Regions from separate parts of the Mus musculus genome. Here regions 2 and 3 are each linked to region 1. A link is a contact called in public ChIA-PET and Hi-C data. All regions are on one chromosome and are shown on one strand. Each heading gives the region's core, a stretch centred on a gene start, on an enhancer-like site or on the middle of the called end of the contact. The rest is flanking DNA. Distances are from core to core; before and after follow the strand shown. Region 1 holds the start of Ncald (neurocalcin delta). Region 2 has its middle 18 kb from the start of Gm41305. Region 3 overlaps Ncald (neurocalcin delta).

Evidence for each region. Hi-C and Micro-C count contacts between places; a contact is called where the count stands out from the background. ChIA-PET counts read pairs in DNA pulled down with a chosen protein or histone mark.
Region 2: an RNA polymerase II ChIA-PET map of neural stem cells shows a contact between it and region 1, with 3 times the contacts expected there. The contact joins the enhancer-like site here to the promoter of Ncald in region 1. A contact is called at or near these places in 1 of 39 promoter capture datasets (macrophages), 3 of 115 datasets of contacts at active chromatin or transcription factors (CD8 T cells, embryonic stem cells and neural stem cells) and 4 of 9 other capture datasets (adipose tissue, embryonic stem cells, liver and 1 more).
Region 3: a contact with region 1 is called in a Hi-C map of muscle stem cells, with 1.8 times the contacts expected there. The contact joins the enhancer-like site here to the promoter of Ncald in region 1. A contact is called at or near these places in 1 of 39 promoter capture datasets (macrophages), 3 of 484 Hi-C or Micro-C datasets (embryonic stem cells and muscle stem cells), 3 of 115 datasets of contacts at active chromatin or transcription factors (embryonic stem cells, fibro-adipogenic progenitors and pancreatic cancer cells) and 1 of 9 other capture datasets (adipose tissue).

The regions. Positions count from the first base shown.
Region 1 is chr15:37,457,762-37,461,361 of GRCm38.p6, reverse strand. Ncald (neurocalcin delta) reads left to right here and starts at 1,980. Exons shown (of 4, transcript NM_001170868.1): 1 at 1,980-2,145.
Region 2 is chr15:37,497,639-37,501,205 of GRCm38.p6, reverse strand. It overlaps a transcript of Ncald not described here. Among named protein-coding and RNA genes, the nearest start is that of Gm41305, 18 kb to the left of the region's middle. Within about 2 kb of position 1,790, at least 36 of the 459 cell types and tissues checked have an H3K27ac peak or open chromatin away from gene starts, as enhancers often do. A contact at or near this core is called in neural stem cells, where this site is marked.
Region 3 is chr15:37,404,405-37,407,858 of GRCm38.p6, reverse strand. All of the region lies in intron 1 of Ncald (neurocalcin delta), which reads left to right. Among named protein-coding and RNA genes, the nearest start is that of 4930447A16Rik, 19 kb to the left of the region's middle. Within about 2 kb of position 1,473, at least 22 of the 459 cell types and tissues checked have an H3K27ac peak or open chromatin away from gene starts, as enhancers often do. A contact at or near this core is called in fibro-adipogenic progenitors and muscle stem cells, where this site is marked.

The sequences.
Region 1 (3,600 bases), core at 731-3,230:
ACCTAACCTGCCAGCAATTTAAACCTAAGTCTATGTACAGTGAAGCATACTTATAAACATGATAGGAGACTCAGAATAAACAAATTTGTTTAAAGTATTGAAATGTAGAGGTTCTGAGAATGTCTTGCTTCAGAGGACACCACCTACTGGTAGAGGGTGACATTGCAGTTTTATTTTCTTGATATTAAACTGAATAAAATGGAGAAACGATTGACAAGGCAGCATAGCTTCAGAGCCTGGGCTAAGTCAAGTCAGGCAGCCAGCAGGGAGAACTTGATCCCTGGACACCTACACTTCCCTTCCTACACCTTCCTCCCTCCCAGCCCAGAGCAAGGACCCACACTCCTAAACAGAGAACCAGAATTATATGTAGAACACAAGTCTAGAAAATAGACCTGTTGCTTAAGTCTGCCCCTTATAAGGCATTCAAACCAATTTGCACAGACACTGGGTTCAGCTGCTGTCATTCTAACAAGTAGGTCCATTCCTGACTGTCTTCAGTCTGAAAGTAAAGAATCTAACTTTACACTTTGCCTTTACATTTGCCACGGTACAACCAATAGCATCAGAAAAATAACTTCCAATAAAAACCCATTCTCTCTCTTCATTGGAGCTAGCATGGAAGATGGAATGGGGGAACGGGATGCTTCTGTGGCCAAGCAGATAGGCCATTAGTCCTGTGAAAGATCAGCTTCTATTCTACTGAAGACAGAGTCACAGAACAAAACCAGTTGGCCACAGAGTCACTCATATCTCATAGTGTGTGTATGCACACATGTGTGAGTGTGTTACACATATGAATATGAGTGTGTGCATGCATTTATGTGTGTGTGCACATGTTTGTATGCTTGCACGTGCAGGCGCAGTGTGTGTGTGTGTGCGTGTGCGTGTGTGTGTGACTGTGTCTGTGTATAGTCCTAATGACCCAGGCACACCACCTCTTTCTTCTCCCCACCTTTCAGCTCCTTTGTTTTTTGAATGAGTCCACATTTTCTAAATGGGTTTTTCATAATGCCTTCCTATGGGTTTTACTCAATTTTGTTTAATTGGCTTCCTGTTAATTAAGAATGAGAACGAACTGGGTCATAAGCACTCACACAGAGCTAAAGATCAGCTAACGTGTCCCTGAAGGCAATGAAGCTGTAATTTGGGAACAGGTGGGCTGCACTGTTGACTCCTCTGTGGTAGGGAGATTCCATCTGTGGGATGCCGAACCAGTCACTCAACATGAAACTCCCTCAGTCCGTTATGGACCAGAGAATCGTGGGAGGGTAGAGTGTGGGACCTGCGGAGGGGTCTGGCCCCTTTTCTCATCATCTCCAGGTCCTTCTAAAGTTGTGCCCTTGTGGAAGTGTTCTGGTCATCATTTTTGCAAGGAATCTTAGGTGGCATGCGACTTGGCTTTATCTACCCTGCTTTTTGCAGCATGCTTCCTTCCTGTCAGGCTCCTTCAGCCACACCATCTTTCATCGGCATGCTCTCGGGACACCGATGAGGATTCAGTTTCAAGAATATACAGTTTTTCCACCAACAATCTCTTGAAAGCTGTTTTCTCTCAGTTTATTTAGAGGGGAATTTAATTCACTAAGAAAACCACCTCATGAATGTTTTCAGCTTCTTTTTTTGACTGGAGGGGGAGGGGCTCTGTGCTGTGATAGTAAGACTAAGGGTCACAGCATGCATTTTCTGGCAACCAGAGAAAGGACAAGCAGGCTTTAATGATGAAAGTTGCAGGCACTCGTGAGTCACAACTTTGAGGGTTGAAATTATCTGCCGGGCACTGTTCACAATGGTTTTGCAATCCATGTGTATACATACATGCACACACAGATATGCACACACACGAGCACACACATCAGTGACAGATGACCTATTGAAATAATTTCAGAGCCAGTCTGTGGTTGCTACGACAACCAATGCTCTCTTGGCTTTTATCTGGCCATGTGACAGGGACTTTGACGTCAGCCAGAGGCAGAGTCTGTGGCTGAGTCCGCACAGTCAAAGGCTTGTGAGAATCTGGTGGATGCTGGACCTTGCTGCTGCTGCTGCCGCCGCCGCCGCTGTTGCTGTCCCTACAGCTGTGGTTGTTGCTTCCCAGGGGCTGCAGGAGCATGGACTACTAAACCCCCACTTCTTCAGCGTGAGGTAATCGGTTTGCTTTATACACAGGAGTTACGTGGTTTCACAGCCCCTGATGGTTTTCCCTCCCCTCTTAACCTCCTACAACTTTGCCTTCAAGAGCAGTTACTGACGAACGGAGCCAAAGAATGTGAAGCAGCTTCCAGTCACGAATTTCAGGCAGTCTCTGGAACTTGGTTAAATTTGGATTAGTGTTCCATGAAGTAGGTTAAAATGTAATCTTTCTTGCGCAATGCTTGCTAACATACATTATTTAGAAATTCTCATTTTGCAGCGTGAGCCAAATTTGCTCCCTTGAATTCTAGGAATCCCTCCTTCAGTGTTGTTTGGGGTCTGGTAACTCCAGCACCGCCTTGGAGGGAGCAGCTAACTTTTCCTTGTTGCTGCTGCTGATTCTGCGTCAGCCCACAGCAGTCTGGAATTTGGTTTCTACCTCATTTGCAGCATGTATAATTAGCAACAATGGGAACCGTGAGAAAAGACTCTAGACTTTGAAAGTTGTGGTTATTATTGTAAAGGGGGCTTTTGGTACTCTGTAAATAAGAGGGGAACTGTCAACAGCTTCCTGTTTAGAGAAAAGAATCTGCAATATGCCAAGGAAGTCGGGGTGGAACCTTTATGTGTGTGCGTGTGGTTGTTTTGTGGGTGTTACTGTGAAGTGCTATTTTGTGGCTCGCTCTCTCTGAAAACCCTGGTGAAGAGGAGGGACTGACTGGCCTTTTCTAAGGAGTCCTGTAAGCTGGTTCTGATCTTTATTCTTAAAAGTAATTATCTTGAGAAGAAACTAGCCTGGAACTAAATATGCATTGATGTGAGGTCTTCCCTAACTGAAATGTAGATTGAGGATGCTCGATAAAAATTTGCTCCAGGTCTTGTGTGAGTGATTTGGTAACTGATGAGCAAGGATTGCTCCGGCTGTTGTGTGTGCATTGCTGTGGTTCTGCTAGCTCCTTCTGCAGCTCCAAGTTTCAAGGAAACCTCAGGTTCTGAAGCAAACAGAAGCCTAGATGGATAAACAGGTTTCTAGATCTTACAGATTTAACAGAAACGAGGCGTATTTTAGACAGCCATCTGAAATAGAACCAGCATTTGAAGGAGCATAGATAGACTGGCTCCACTCGATATATGCAGTCAGTAGGTTGATGATATAGTTATATTTTAGTTTGGAGAAATAATACATTGTTTGGACAGTAGGTTGACGATATAGTTATATTTTAGTTTGGTGAAAGAATACATTGTTTTTTGCTTCTGTTACTAGGCTCAGAATTGTGGGTTCTACATTTTGCTCTCGTTGGGTGAGAATTCTGAGAGCCTGTAGCCGCAGCAGTAAATGAATAACTGCTTGAATCAATTATTTTCCAAGCAGCTTTCAGTGAATGGACCTTTTGATCAGAGCTTCCGTTAGGACTGTCCACTGTCTGATGTGCTTGTACATACATGTATTTACTAAGACGTCTTCCA
Region 2 (3,567 bases), core at 541-3,040, 40 kb before region 1:
CTTGGTCCTTCTTTAGTTGTAGCATGAGTGCTGCGGATCCTTTGCTCATCAGGCAAGAGTTACATGAAACATTAGAACGGTGTATCTACAGATGAGCTCATTCATTGGTTCTGATCCAAAATTCTTCAAAGAAGACCTAAATAGATATGTACGCATGACAGGGAGTGTCAAAATGGCCAGACAGTTTTAACAGATTATTCTGGCAAGCCACCATGTCTGGGAAGGGACTGCAGCAGAGCCCAGCGGGAGTTAACCAGTAATGTCAGCAAGGATGAACTGGGGGAGACAATGAGATTAGTTTTGGAATTGTGTAAAGCTGTTTTTAAAGGATCAAATTCTGGGTCACAATAGGAGCAGCCATCAGACAAACTTCAAAGACGAGGAAATACAAATGCACACATTTCCCCAAGCATGCACACATTTACCCTTGTTCAACTTCTCCAAAATTGCAAACAATGACAATTTGTTGGACTCTTAAACTAAGAATAATTAAATAAATGTAAATGTGGTATGCTGTATACATACATATGCTATGCATAGTGCTAAGAACTGTGTGTTTACTTCTTGTTACTGACCATGGAGCAATTACAGTTCATTTAAATGTACGAAGAGAGAGGCTACTATATTAACAAGCTTAATAATCTTCACACCTACAACTCCTAAGGATTATTCCCTTAAGGGAGAAAGATTGGTGAACAAGGATGTTTGAGAAACTCAGAAGCAGAAGAACCAGCCACAGCCAGAAAATGCTGGCAGAATTAGTGGGAAAGATACAAAAAGGTTAGCAGCCGGGCAGTGGTGGCGCACGCCTTTAATCCCAGCACTCGGGAGGCAGAGGAAGGCGGATTTCTGAGTTCGAGGCCAGCCTGGTCTACAGAGTGAGTTCCAGGACAGCCAGGGCTACACAGAGAAACCCTGTCTCGAAAAACAACAACAACAACAACAAACCAACGGCAACAAAAAATAAGATACAAAAAGGTAGTTGGTGTTATCCATCAGCCTACAGTGAACAAAAGGAAAAGGAGCCATGTTTGGTTTCTCAAAATTCTGGATTTGTATGGCAACCTTTGCAAGAGCTTTCTGGCTCCAGGCACCTCAAGTAACATGGACTTCCTACCAAGGCTCAACCTTTGTCCAGTCTGGAGTTTGTGGTAATTACCATGTGTGTCTGGTGTGAAGCCAAACAAGAGAATCCTAGTGAAAGACAGCTCAGCCACACAGGCCAAGAGACTGCTACCTAGTGATGTCCTGCCACCATTGTTTTTACTGTGCTCTCTGTCAAATTGACAGTTAAAATAAAGCATGAGAAAAAAAGAGAGAGAGAAAATGTCTTGTTTGCAATAACAGTGTGGGTGAGGTGTTCACTTTAGGGTTTTGTTTTACAGTATTTTATAATTTTTAAACATTAGCATTTTCAAGGATATATTACTCAATTTTAACATTTCCCTGGAGTGAAATCCGTTGGAGCTTCCTCTGAAGCAGCTGAGATGATTCACAACCCTACCACCCTGACCCACAATGCCCACCCTGAGCCAGAGAGTCCACCAGGCAAAATGGTTCTCTTGTATCCTGAGCCTTTCTGCATCTGGCTTAGAGAATCTGCCTTTTTAGATGTCTGATTATTCAACACCTGTGAAAATATAGTGTCGCTTCTTGAGAACCAAATCTTGTTTGAAATTTCTGGTGTCAGAGGGCCCTTTAAAACATGGATGGTCTCTCGCTGCCTCAGAAGGCTGCATTCACAGGAGGCTGCTTCCACCTGACCTGACCAGAATAATGCGCCTTTCATGGAGGCCAGTGAATGGGATGCTCTCAGCTCTTCTCTTTAGGGCGATTATTCTGAAAATCTGCACTGTCCACAAGGCCTTCTTGGCAGCTGCACAGTGAAATGCATCTTTCTGTCAACTCGGTCTCTTCTCTCTATTTTATATTTCATTCTGGTAGCTGCTTGGCTAAAGATGCAAAAGCCTTCACGAACCCTGCATTTTTGTGCGCCCACATTCCTCAGACTGTCAGGGACTCACAAAGCAAGGCAGGTAGTTCCTAGTAGGCCTGGGAACTGTGAGAACAGGAAGAGAGACTTTGTCTTAATGGGGGTGGCAAGGAAATAAAATGGTGGCCCAAAAAGAACAAATCCTAAGGCAGGCATGAACTCTAAAGCCTGTCTGCTATCAGCCTTGAGGAGGATGGTGTTAACCAGGTCTCCATCGGCCGAGCTGCCGCTGCTGCTCCTGCTGTACCACTGGGGAGGGCAGAGCTGACTCTGCCAGGCCTGCGAGCACTTCTAGGAGGAATGAGGGCTTCTACCTCACATGGATCCTTATAACAAGAGCTTAGTTTGGGGATGAACAAGGAAGGGGGAGACATGCTAAATGTCTAAATGGAGAAAATGTCATTTTCCAGTTTTTAAGCAGACAACACTTATCAAAGAGCCAGCTTCGAATAGACGAGGAGGACAGGCTGCTGTAAATATTCTTAAAACATAATGACAGGATTTCGTGTCGTTCAGACGAGTCTTGAACTTCTGGTCCTCCTGCCTCTACCTCCTGAGTGTTGAGATTGCAGGTTTGTGCCAGCAGGCCTGGTTTATGCATTTCTGGGAACTGAACCCAAGGCTTGGTGCATGCTGAGCAGACACGATACCAACTAAACTTCATCCCAGCCCCAAAAGACCAATTTAAAATCTTCTTTTTCATTGTCTTCTTTTCATGTGTGTGCAGGGGTCGCACATGTGGACAGTCTTCCATCATCATTCCTCCACTTACTCCTTGAGGCAGAGTCTCCCAGTCAAACCCAATATGGAAATTACAGGCAGGGAGCCACAACCACCCAGCTCTTTCATGAGTGTCTGGGGATCTGAACTCTGATCCTGTCATTTGTTTGGCAAGGACTTTAACAACTCTGCCGTTTCCCCAGTCTGAGATTTACTTTAATGAGTGAAGACAGAGACCTCCTGTGAGTCCCTTCCCCAGCCCTGCCTATCCTCTGCATTTAGTTTCACAGGCTACGTTGTTACTCTGTGATGCAACCTAGATCCCCAAGTCCACTGTGCTTATAACACTCATTCTTGATGTTGCACATAGCAGGTCTAGGGTTCACTCTGGGTGTTGTATATTGTTGGGGTTTGTACAGGTTTTAACATGCGTTTACTCTACAGTGTTATGGGGAGAGAAGTTTCCCTCTACTTCTGATGGCTCATTCAGGTAGACCTAGACTGTCCTAACAGAAGAAAAGCATCCAAATACCATGTAAGTCTTACCTGGCACAGGTGCCGAAGAAGGACATTAAAGCTGAACAAGTGGCCCAAAAGCTTCTGTGATTAGCTGTCAAGGACTGGCAGCTATAGGAAGTGAATTGTGTGGGGAGGAAAAGGAAAAACGATTCTTTTCAGAGCCGGTACAGAACTCACTAAGCTTGAAGAATGCACTTCTTTCCCGGAACAGGGAGGGCATCTGTTACAAGGAGCTTTCATCCCCTGCTTTCAGGAAGGGGTGAGATTAAACCGCCTTCTCTCTAGCTGTTTTCCTGGTGCCCTTAGCTCCAGTTGATTTTTATATCAAAGGGATG
Region 3 (3,454 bases), core at 224-2,723, 53 kb after region 1:
TTTAGGAGACCTCAGTACGGCTTAGATTGAGACTTCTCCTCCAAAGTTAGCCAGGCTGTCTAGGGTAAGTTATGGGCTTTTCCCTGGAAAATCTAATTCTGGGAGCTGAGGAATGAAGCTACGGACTTTTCGAAACCTTTTGGGGAATCACAGAAGAGCAAGGTTTCCGCCTTCCCTCAACAGATGCAGACAGGGAGAAAAGGAGGTCTCGCCCTCTGAGAGAACATCCACCAGCCGCCATTGCCTTTCGTGGAGGTGTGGTGGGGTTTTTGTTTGTTTGTTTTGAGTTGTGATTTCCTTTGGTTTTGGTGGAAAGTTGGCTTCACGCATTAGCTTTTTGGGTCTGGTTCTCTGTTGATAATTTGCTATCTTCTTGTGTTTGTGTTGTTTTCCATCTATGACCAGAATCTACACTTCTTTTTTTCTTTCCATTTTTCCTCGCCCTGGAAGATTAGGTGTGGCCCAGAATACGTTTTTAAAAGTTCCACACTGCCTTTCCTGGAGTAAACGATTAAAATTGATGCCAGTGTTTAAAGGAGCTCCTGAGGAATGTTTGTCTTCCTGAAGGATGGAGGGTCTGAAGCAAAGGTCGCTAAGACTTCAGCCAGGCATATGGAGGGGAGAGACTGAGGGACAGAGATGACACCGTTTCACAGCTGTGGGCAAGCAGAGGGAGCACAGACCACATTCTGAGAGGGATGCGGAGCCCTGTAAGATTTTGAGGAGGCAGGCATGTAGTACACAGAACATTTCAAATTTGAGACCAATTTCTTCCCCTACACCCTGTCTCAAAACCCAAAGCAAACAAGTGACCTAGCAGAAGTGGGAGACAGCACAGCTTGTATTTGATAAAGTCACTCAGGGTACCGTGTGAAGAAAAGCTTGGACCTGGGGTAGGAGGAACAAAGTGAGGGTGAAAAGTGGGGCTCAGGCAAGGAAAGGCCTTAGACACCAGGAAGGACCCACTGGTGTCTCGCTGGGGTGGTGACAGGGTGGATTTGAGATTTTGGCTAGAAAATCAATGTACCATGCCAAAGGCATTAAAGCAAGAGGGGTCAGAGGTAGTCCTTGTGTCTTGGAGGGAGTCACCAGAGGGTGAGGGGGAGTCCTTTACTGGGATGGAGCAGACTTGGACATGAGAAAGGTGACAGGATACAAATAAGACTCAGGCAGGAGTGACAACCCTTGCTCATTCTGAGCTTTCAGGGTACAGCCTTGAACTGGGCGTGAAGGACACCTACAGAAGACCGGGTAGGCTTGACCTCTGTATTTTCTTACCCCCTGCCAGCTCTGCCTTCTCCTTCTTTGTTGGTCTAAGGTCCAGTGTCAGCATTATAAGGACCCAGTCTTCAGGTACACTGGCTTTGGAGACCAAGCGAGTCTTTGGCTATAAGCTCTGTATAGTGATGGCTCCGTTGACTTTTTCTAACAACAGACTCCGAGATTCTCGGCTTAGCTGCTTGTCTCCTGAGGCTGCATGAGTAATCGGCATCTCAGGATTACCACATGCACAGTTGAGCACCGATGTCCATGACCTCCGACTCACCCCAAAGCCCCATTTCTGCATTTTTCCAATTTCTGTGCCAATTCTTCAAGCCACTGAGGCCAAACACTTGGCATGAGGCTGAACTTCTGTTCTGTGTTTTGTTTGGTTGTTTTGTTTTGTTTTGTTTTCTCCACCTTACAGCCCAGGGAGTCTGCCATCAAGCTATGCCTGGAATCCAGCCGCATGTCCCTTACACGGCTGTGACCATCCTGTGCCTGGATCACTGCAGAGCCTCCCTCACTCTCTCCCTTAGTTTCCCCTATTAGCTTGTCTCAGCAGAGCAGTCACAACAGTGCTGACGAAAACTTCCTCACTTCTGCAGCTCACAGCCAACTCCTTGTAGTCTCTGCTGGGACCCACCAACGATCTGAGCCCTTGTGGCCCCTCTGGCCTCATTTCTCACCCACTCACGCCCTCCACTCTGCCACATTCTAAGTATGTCCCCAGTTCAGAGCAACTTAGCTAGCTGTTCTCATCTACCCATATTACTCTGTCCAATGGCACTTTCTCAGTGAGAACTTCTCTGGCTTCTTACTCAAAATTCTAACTCTCCTGGCTCTCTCTACCCTTCCCTCTTTACTGTCTCCATGGAACATGTACACCTGACATTCTGCTTGCTGTTCTTGTCTCCTTTACATCTCTTGCCACTGACTATAAACTCCATAAAAGGGAGGGTCTTTGCCTGCTTGTCCCCTGGTAGATCCCTGGGACTCCTGTCTCTCCAGACAGACATTTAGTACCTATTTGTGGCATAAAGGGGTTATAACAAGAGACTATCTGCTCTCTCCATCCATTTCCTTCTAAAAAGTTACAAAACCATTATAATTTCTGCATATGCTTTGTTCATAACAGGACACACTCTGAAAACACTGGACAGCAGTCCAGGCTCGCATGCTGGCTTCTCTGCGAGCTGTGTGACTCATGTCAGTTAGTCTTTCTGAGTTTTAAGCTCTTTGCTAATAAAATAGAGAAAGCCTGCCCTGCCTATCCCGTGGGGCTAGTGTGAAGATTCCTCAGACTACTTAGTGTATGAAGGACCATCGTCTTAGCCTTTTATTTTGCTAAAACAAAACATCTGAGGCTGTATTCACACCAAAAGGATGTTTATTTTTGTCACAGTTTTGGAGGCAGGATGACTATGATTAGGTGAGGCTGTCTGTCTGACGTCTGGTGAGGGCTTTGGATCATATCACAACATGGTAGGAACACATATGACAAAGAGAGAGGTCCCATGGCAAGATAGGAAACAGGAACCTGGAAGAGGCCAGGCTGGCTCTTCGTAACAACCCGTTCTCTCAGGAACTAATCCATGCGACTCACCTCTCTTTGAAGGCAGCATTACACCACTGTGATGCAGGAACTCCATAACCTACCTACCTTTCTGCCAGGCCAAGCCTCTTAATGGCTCTTACACTTCAGTACCACTGGGGACCAAACTTGCAACACACCAGTCTTTGGGAGTTACCATGATAACCATTCCTAACTCAATACTATAACTTGGATATGTGACTACCTCAATGAGTTCTCACATCAGAGTCAGTGAAATGTGAACTTGGAATATTGAATTCATTTCACTGAGGTGCAATCGCAAAGTAAATGATTTGCTTGACAATTAAACGACAGAGGTAGCCTTCACATACAAACATTTTCTTTAAAAACAAAAACGAACCTTATTTTATTTATGTGTGTATGTGTGCATGCATGTTCAGTTGTCTGTGGCAAATCTCCTAAAGATGGAGTTACAGGTGACTGGGAGCCTCCCCAGTGTGGGAATGTGGAAGTGGGAAGTGAACTCAGGTCCTCTGAAAGAGCAATACACACTTTTTCCTGATGGACTCTCTCTCCAGTCCCTGAAGCCAAGCACTTTGTCTTGGTCCTGAGCGGTTGTCCTATTATATTCAAAGTCAG